Regions from separate parts of the Danio rerio genome. Here region 1 is linked to region 2. Evidence: chromatin contacts called from public HiCAR-type data. All regions are on one chromosome and are shown on one strand. Each heading gives the region's core, a stretch centred on a gene start, on an enhancer-like site or on the middle of the called end of the contact. The rest is flanking DNA. Distances are from core to core; before and after follow the strand shown. Region 1 holds the start of si:dkey-12j5.1. Region 2 holds the start of tbrg4 (transforming growth factor beta regulator 4).

Region 1 (3,725 bases), core at 635-3,134, 590 kb before region 2:
CTAAGAGTAGCCAACGGCTGTCAGTTGCACTCCACAACACCTAGAAAAAATAGGAAAAAATCAATGAAAATTGCTCGTTATGGGTAAAGCAGACCGCTCTGTGGTCCATTCAGTTTATTTACTACGTGCCTCCACCTCAAGTTCGACTTTTGTGAGAGATTGGTTCAAATCGAGAAGGTTCTGGTGACGCCTGGCGAGGCAGAGATTCGATTGGCTAATCTGCCCATCAATCAGATGGCAACGCGGCGATGTAGCCCGCCTACAGTACGGAGGCTGAGCTTGAATATAGTGAACTGGGCTAAGCAATGTTATATAAGAAAGAGATTAGGCTGCCATAAATTCTTAAAATACCAACTGCGAAGACGGCGCTCCCATAGAGGGTATAGTGATTTATTGGAGCCAGTGTTACTTCGTAAACTGCAAGGTGCACAGTGTTTAAATGGTCAGAGCAAAAATCTGTTTTTCTTTTTGAAAGTAGATGATGCAAACTGGATTAAAAACAATTTGTTTTTACTGACCCCAAATATGTTCATCTATGTGTCAGGGATCCCCGTTTATAAAATGCTCCTAGTTTATAAAATAATCAAAAACTTTTTTGCTGTTGCTTTAGAAATTTTTTATTAATTTTATAAACTATTTATGCAAGTACTATACTTTTCTTGTATAAATAGTTTATTCACAAAAGTTACATTTAGTAATTATCTAATCATCATATATAGTTTTTTTGTTCGCTTCTTTTATATTTTTTTATTATTTTAATACAATTATGGTTTTAAAAAACCTTTACCCCATTTCTCCAAGCACATAACTGACTTGTTTACTTCATTTAAAAACATTTGACTCATGTCCTTTTTTATTATTACACCCATATTTGGTGCTATACACTTCTTAATAGTTTTTTTTTTTTTTTTGCAATCTGTCTGTTTGTGCAATTTAAATGACACTTTTACTTGCTGACAACAGCAAGTTGTCACTTTTAATTTCTCTGCAAATATTTTAACCGATTTAAAGCGCAATTTAATTAAAAAAAATTTTTTTTTACATTTTTTTCAATTTTTACTCCATTTACTTTCAATCTTTTATAATAATATGCAACAAGAATTTCAGAGTTTTGTGAAAGCAAGTCAAACGAAACATTTTTTTTTATTAACAAGAACAAGCATGTACAGTTTTCTTATACAATACAATACAATCACTTTACATTTCTTAACAAGAATGAAATAAGTGAAAAAACAAAGGAGAAGAGAAAAAAACAGAGGAGAGGGTACATGATTATCAAATTACATACAAATATGTTTCGCACATTTTATAATTTTAGTTATTTACAAGAGTTAGTAATGCACTTTTTTTTTTACAGGAAATGCATATATACAAACAGTTTATGTAAAAATGTTAAAGGAGGAGCATATATTAATTGTTTTAATTGCTTTTCTATTTTGAGAAATCTCTTTTATATACATTTGAATCTCTTTTTCTAACACCATGAAGAGAGGTTTGCTTTTGGAAAACTTGGATTTATGTATGTGAAATTTACATAATAATAAAATAAAATTTATAATAAAACCAGCATCTTTTAAAGAGCGATCCTTAACATAAAAACCCAACATCACATGTTTATAAGATAAGGAAAAGGTTTTTAAGATATTACGAGCAATAAAAGCTTCAACATTGATCAAAATAGTCGAGTATATTGGCAAGACAAAAATAAATGTGAAATAGTTTCATTAAAGCTTTCGCAAAAACAGCATTCTAACTCAATATCAAGTCAAACGAAACATCTGTACAACAAACTCTTTGAGACTTTTATTTTGTTAAACATGTGGTGACCCAACAGGAAGTCGTTCCATCTGATTCAAGTTTCAGCCCATGCGTACTTTCACGTTGACAAGTGAACGATCCTTCACATAGCGGAGTCTCTTCCTAAACAAAGTGAGATTAATACATATTTTATCATCTAACAATGGGTGGACAAGCAAAAGCTAAGAAGAAAATCAAAGCCAAAAGAAAAGACACCAAAGCAGACGGAGGTATGTCTGTTTTCAAAAGCCATGTGTTAAAATGTGTAACGAAAAAAGGCTTTAGAGCATGTTATGTGAAATGGGTCAAACATTAAGCACGTTTCTTGATATAGAATGGACACTGTTAGGGTCACCGCTGCGTGTTTTAGCAATAACGGTTCGATGTAAACATAACACTGTCCACGTGATTGTTTTTAAGCCATGTGGAGATAACTGTGATTTACAGTTTGTCTCAGTCGCTTTGGTACTTTACTCAGATCAGATTTCTCAAAACTATCTGTTTAATCGTCACATCGTTGTGTCACTTGTGCACATCAAAACAGCAGTTTCTCATTCCATTGAACAAGTTGCAAATGCTTTTGTACATCAATGCAAATGATTATGTGTAATTCTCTACTGTTTCCTACATTATCAGTTGCTTATTTCATGTTGATCAAACTCGATTATTTTGGTCTCTGTTTAATAGTTTGAGCCCCCAGAACATTTAATCATTTGCTCATGGCTTAAGTCTTTAAATGCAAAATGGCTAAACAAGTTGTCATAATATTTTGTCATAATGCATTTTTTTCTGAAGGTTTCCATTACACTTTTTCCTAAAGCTGACTAACGTTACAATTAGTGAAGTTCTCACCTTGACTTTCTATAATGAAGCTGTATCTCAAAGGATGCCCTATGTCACAGGTGTCAAATCCAGTTCTTAGAGGGCCGCAGCTTTGCACTATTTATTTATATGATATGAACTTTTTAGATTGCTTTAGTACAAATTGTGTATAATAGAAATGCACAATATGTGACTTTTTTAAAGCAATAATACATTTCAGCAGTCATAAACATGTTTTGATAGTTATGCCAGTGATTTGATGCTTCACAAAAGTTGCAGACGCCTTTACCAATATGAAAACGCTTTTGTAAACAACCAGTTATTCTTTACACCGATTAAAAAACGGCTACTACAATAAAGAAAATATTTTCTAAATGTGGAACTAAATACATTGATTTGCATTAAAATGCATGATGAATACACTTGACACATGAAAGTGGAAAGCCTGCAGGGGTCCGTTCTTCGTACGTGGATTACTCAGTTAGCTGGATTTGGATATTGACGATTTGACACGATCCAGGATCGTTTTGTTCTTCAAAGCTGATCCGAGAGTTGTTGTCATAGAAACAGTTCTGCTAGGTCAAACCTGATCGGGAGCAGGTTCAATTCATATAAACAGGATTAGATTGGCTCAGTTCAAGCAAAGATAATACAGAAAGTATGTTCCGAATTCTGATATTTTCTTAAAGTAGTAGTTATATACACTTAGGAAAATGGTACATATTTTTTAACTATATATATATATATATAAAGTTATAGTCATTAATAAAATAAATTAAGTTATACATATTAATAAAACGTATGCAATCTGCACCCTCGAAATGAAAGTACAAAGATTGCCACCTGGTGGTGCAAAGAGAAAACTTATTCATATGAACTTTTTAGATCGCTTTAGTACAAATTGTGTATAATAGAAATGCACAATATGTGACTTTTTTTAAAGCAATAAAAAATCTAGGATTCGAGGATCGATAGATCTGTCCTTCACAACACACACAGCGATCCCAGATCAGTTTATCCAGACATTCTAATCTGATTCGCGAACTTGTTTGAAGAACCAAATTAGCGAGAGTTCAGTTATCAAGATTAAAAGATCCGGGATCTGC
Region 2 (3,682 bases), core at 1,104-3,603:
TTTTATAAAATTTATCTATAATGTACTGCCCATATTTTTTTAAATAAATGATATACAGTACATCTATTTGTAGTGAACAGAGATTTACTTATTTTTAAAGCATTTAAAGCACACTTTGATAAAAAAAATACTAATAAGACTGGTGAAAATTAATGGATTTTAATTTAATTATTCAAATTCAATGAAGCAGTACTAAAAAAATATATTTAAGGGTATTTTTAATGTATAACTTCTACAAACTTATAATGCATATGATTTGGATATAACACCTCTCCAATCCAGTTATGAATCTGAGTCTTCCATAATACATTCATTCATTCATTTATTCATTCATTTTTTCATTTTCTTTCCGGCTTAGTCCCTTTATTAATCCGGGGTCACTACAGTGGACAGAACCGCCAACTTATCCAGCACTTTTTAATGCAGCGGATGCCCCTCCAGCCGCAACCCATCTCTGGGAAACATCCACACACACTCATTCACACACACACACACACTCATACACTACGGCCAATTTAGCCTACCCAATTCACCTGTACCACATATCTGTGGACTGTGGTGGAAACCGGAGCACCCAGAGGAAACCTACGCAAACGCAGGGAGAACATGCAAACTCCATACGGAAACGCCAACTGAACTGACCCAGCCAAGGCTCAAACCAGCGACCCAGTGACCCAGCGACCTTCTTGCTGTGAGGCGACAGCACTACCTACTGCGCCACTGCGTCGCCCTCCATAATACACACACTTATTAATGATTCCTACTTGTCTTCTATGAGAGGAAGAGTAGGCAAAATCTGTTATGTAGTGGGGAAAAAGAAAAACGTGTTCATCAGACGCTGAATACGAACAGGGTTCATGATCGATCACGACAAAACATGTTGCCATGCGCTTTACGCACTACACCACTCTCACTGCTATCTCTTGCGCTCTGTAGTTATGTTGTCTCTGTTAATCAAACGGTTATGGGCGTGATTCGCTTAACCAGCTTATTCCAACAAGGTGCACTATTTGCGCTTAGCCTAAATAGACACTTCAAAATCAGCATTTTCCCCCCCTGCAGGGGCCCCAAGTGCACACGGGCCCCTGGGCCTGTGCCCATAATGCCCATTGGTTAATCCGGCCCTGATGCCTGCAAACAAGTGATAATTTTCCGGAAATTGCACGTCCTCAAACATCCCTCTTCACACCTCCACACTGCATCCCTCCTCGCTCTTTCTTCAGACACTCTGTCAAACAACCCATGCCAAACATGCGTTATAATCAATCATTGGCTTAGTGTGAACTCTTGAAAAGATAGATATGGGAGAGGGAAAACGCAAGTTACATTAACTGCAGAGTAAAAAAAAAGACTAACAAAGCAAAAAAGGTAAGTAAACTAGAATTGTATAAAAGTGTATGACATTTATTAAATTAAGAGCATTACAGAAAAGCTATCATAGAAATCAAATCATAGACAAATCATAGTCATTAGACAAAAGTTTTTCATACCAAAAATCGGACACATTTTTTGTTGTTACACATACGGAAAGATTTGAGCAGGGACTCAACTTCAGTCAGAAAATGTCAAAAAGTAGGAATTGAAGCCATGCATTTTTGTTTAGTTATAAAAAAAACATCCAAACAAAAAGAAAAGGTTCAAGATATATTCTTTAGATTTAAGTGCAAATTTTTAGTAATAACAAATCTTTTCTTTAAAACTAAAAGACTGTGCAAAGGTAAGAGTGTTTAAATAATGATACAAGTAAAAGTAAAGTTTAACGGCAGGTTGATTTGTACCTAAAAGACTTCATGTGACATGCAAGACCCATTTTTGAAAGAATTGCAGTGACATCACATTGACTGTTCTTACAAATATATATATATATATATATATATATATATATATATATTTTTTTTTTTTTTTTTTTTTTTTTTTTTTTTTCCCTTTAACTCTTTGAAGCATACATGGGACTGACTTCTGCAGTCTACAGTTACCGACTGACTTCTGACTTTCTATATCTTTGCAATGAATTAATTAATTCACTTGATATTCCAGGAATTTCTCAGATAACTTGTTTTTGACCATCACAAATCCTTATTTATTTCTTACATTTTGAATAATGAAATAATGAATTCCCTAATTACCTAATATGCAGTGTAACAAATCACAAAAAAACACTACCAGTGTGAAATGTATAATTGATATTTAACAATATGTTGTGAACATATGTTGTGTGCACTGCTTTGCTTGCCTTTATGTCCTTCGTTGAGTTGATAAAACAACTCTTCCTTCCTCTTTTTTTCCCCCCCAATGGCCACCAATCACGACGCGTTGTGTAAATCACATGTTGCCGGCTCCCTGACGCAAAACCTCCGCGACTCCTACTGATCGTTCCTCCATGTGAATGTCGTCGATCCACTTATAAAACCTTATTTGACGAGGTAAGCAAGCAGTAATTACTTTATCCTTAGCGACAGTGCAGTCCTGTGCATTTACCATGACACGTATTTATCGGATAGCTTCAGCGGTTGCTCTGTTTCTCAAATTGTATGTTGATAACGAGCACCGTTTCATAAGCTTATTGCAGCGCCTGCCCAAAACGGCAAGGTCAGAATAGACTTCTTCCCATGACAGACTGCTAGAAAACGCAGATATCTGACAGATCTTTGTAAGATGTTTGCAAGTAGTATATTTAGAAAGTGTTAAAGTTTAATACTAGTAATGATCTGTTTTAAAAATAAATCTGTTATTAATATTAATTATTATACTACTACCAATTATAGAAATATACAGAATAATAGAATTGTTTATATTACACAAACACAAAAGGCCAAGAACACTAACGTTACCAGTCAGAAGATGGGAAACATTAAGATCTGATGTTTTTGAAAGAAATCTTTATTTCACCAAGTCTCGATTTATTTGATAAAAAAAATACAACAGTAATAGAAATGATTCTTACAGTTCATGTAACTGTTTTCTGTGAATGAATTAAAATGTATTAAAAATATAATTCGGTTTGGCATTGAGGTAAAGTTGGTTTTATATTCAAACATTCAGACTTTCTCCTTGCTAATATAATTTCAGAAAAGTATATGTCAGCAAATTCTAATTAGTGAAATCATATTAGGAGCCAATGACTATCAAAGTACAACATTTTTCACATATCTACTTGTGATTGGACACAATCTACATTGTAATAGCGCTATACAAATAAAGGCGAATTTAATTTAATTTAATTTAATTTCTGAACGAATATTCAAAGTAAACAATGTAGAGAGCATGTCACATGTTGTCACTGAACAAATGTGCAAATATAAAACCAACTTTACCTCAATCAATTTGGCCTAAAATTAAGATCTTGATTAATTGAACATTTTAACTTGATTACGATTAATGAAAGAATATGACTTTTTTTTGCCCCCATAGTTCAGTTCACTGATAAGTTTTGTAAAGTAAATGTGCTCACATTTTACAAGTGAGAGATTTTTGAATGAAGGGTGCCTTACTTGATTTTAAAATAAATTAAGGAAACACTATCTAACATCTATGATTATTTATTGAACTTAAATGTTGAACAGCTGAAATTAAAACAAGTTGCCTCAAACCAACAGTTTTTTTCTTATAAATAAGTGAAAATAAATTACTTGAACTTTTCAAAACAAAACAAAACAAATCTGTGTTTTTCATATTAAACATA

What was found. HiCAR-type assays count read pairs that join an accessible place to other places.
Region 1: a contact with region 2 is called in a HiCAR-type map of caudal fin, with 8 times the contacts expected there. The contact joins the promoter of si:dkey-12j5.1 here to the promoter of tbrg4 in region 2. A contact is called at or near these places in 2 of 18 Hi-C or Micro-C datasets (caudal fin and hematopoietic stem cells) and 2 of 4 datasets of contacts at active chromatin or transcription factors (caudal fin and embryo).

The regions. Positions count from the first base shown.
Region 1 is chr16:31,391,256-31,394,980 of GRCz12tu, reverse strand. It overlaps si:dkey-12j5.1, which reads left to right and starts at 1,884. Exons shown (of 9, transcript XM_073926114.1): 1 at 1,884-2,027. The coding sequence starts at 1,961. It overlaps mindy3 (MINDY lysine 48 deubiquitinase 3), which reads right to left and starts at 59. Exons shown (of 15, transcript NM_001077756.1): 1 at 1-59.
Region 2 is chr16:30,799,881-30,803,562 of GRCz12tu, reverse strand. tbrg4 (transforming growth factor beta regulator 4) reads left to right here and starts at 2,353. Exons shown (of 12, transcript XM_685771.10): 1 at 2,353-2,423. The region is part of intron 1 of LOC141378207 (a long non-coding RNA gene); the gene reads left to right.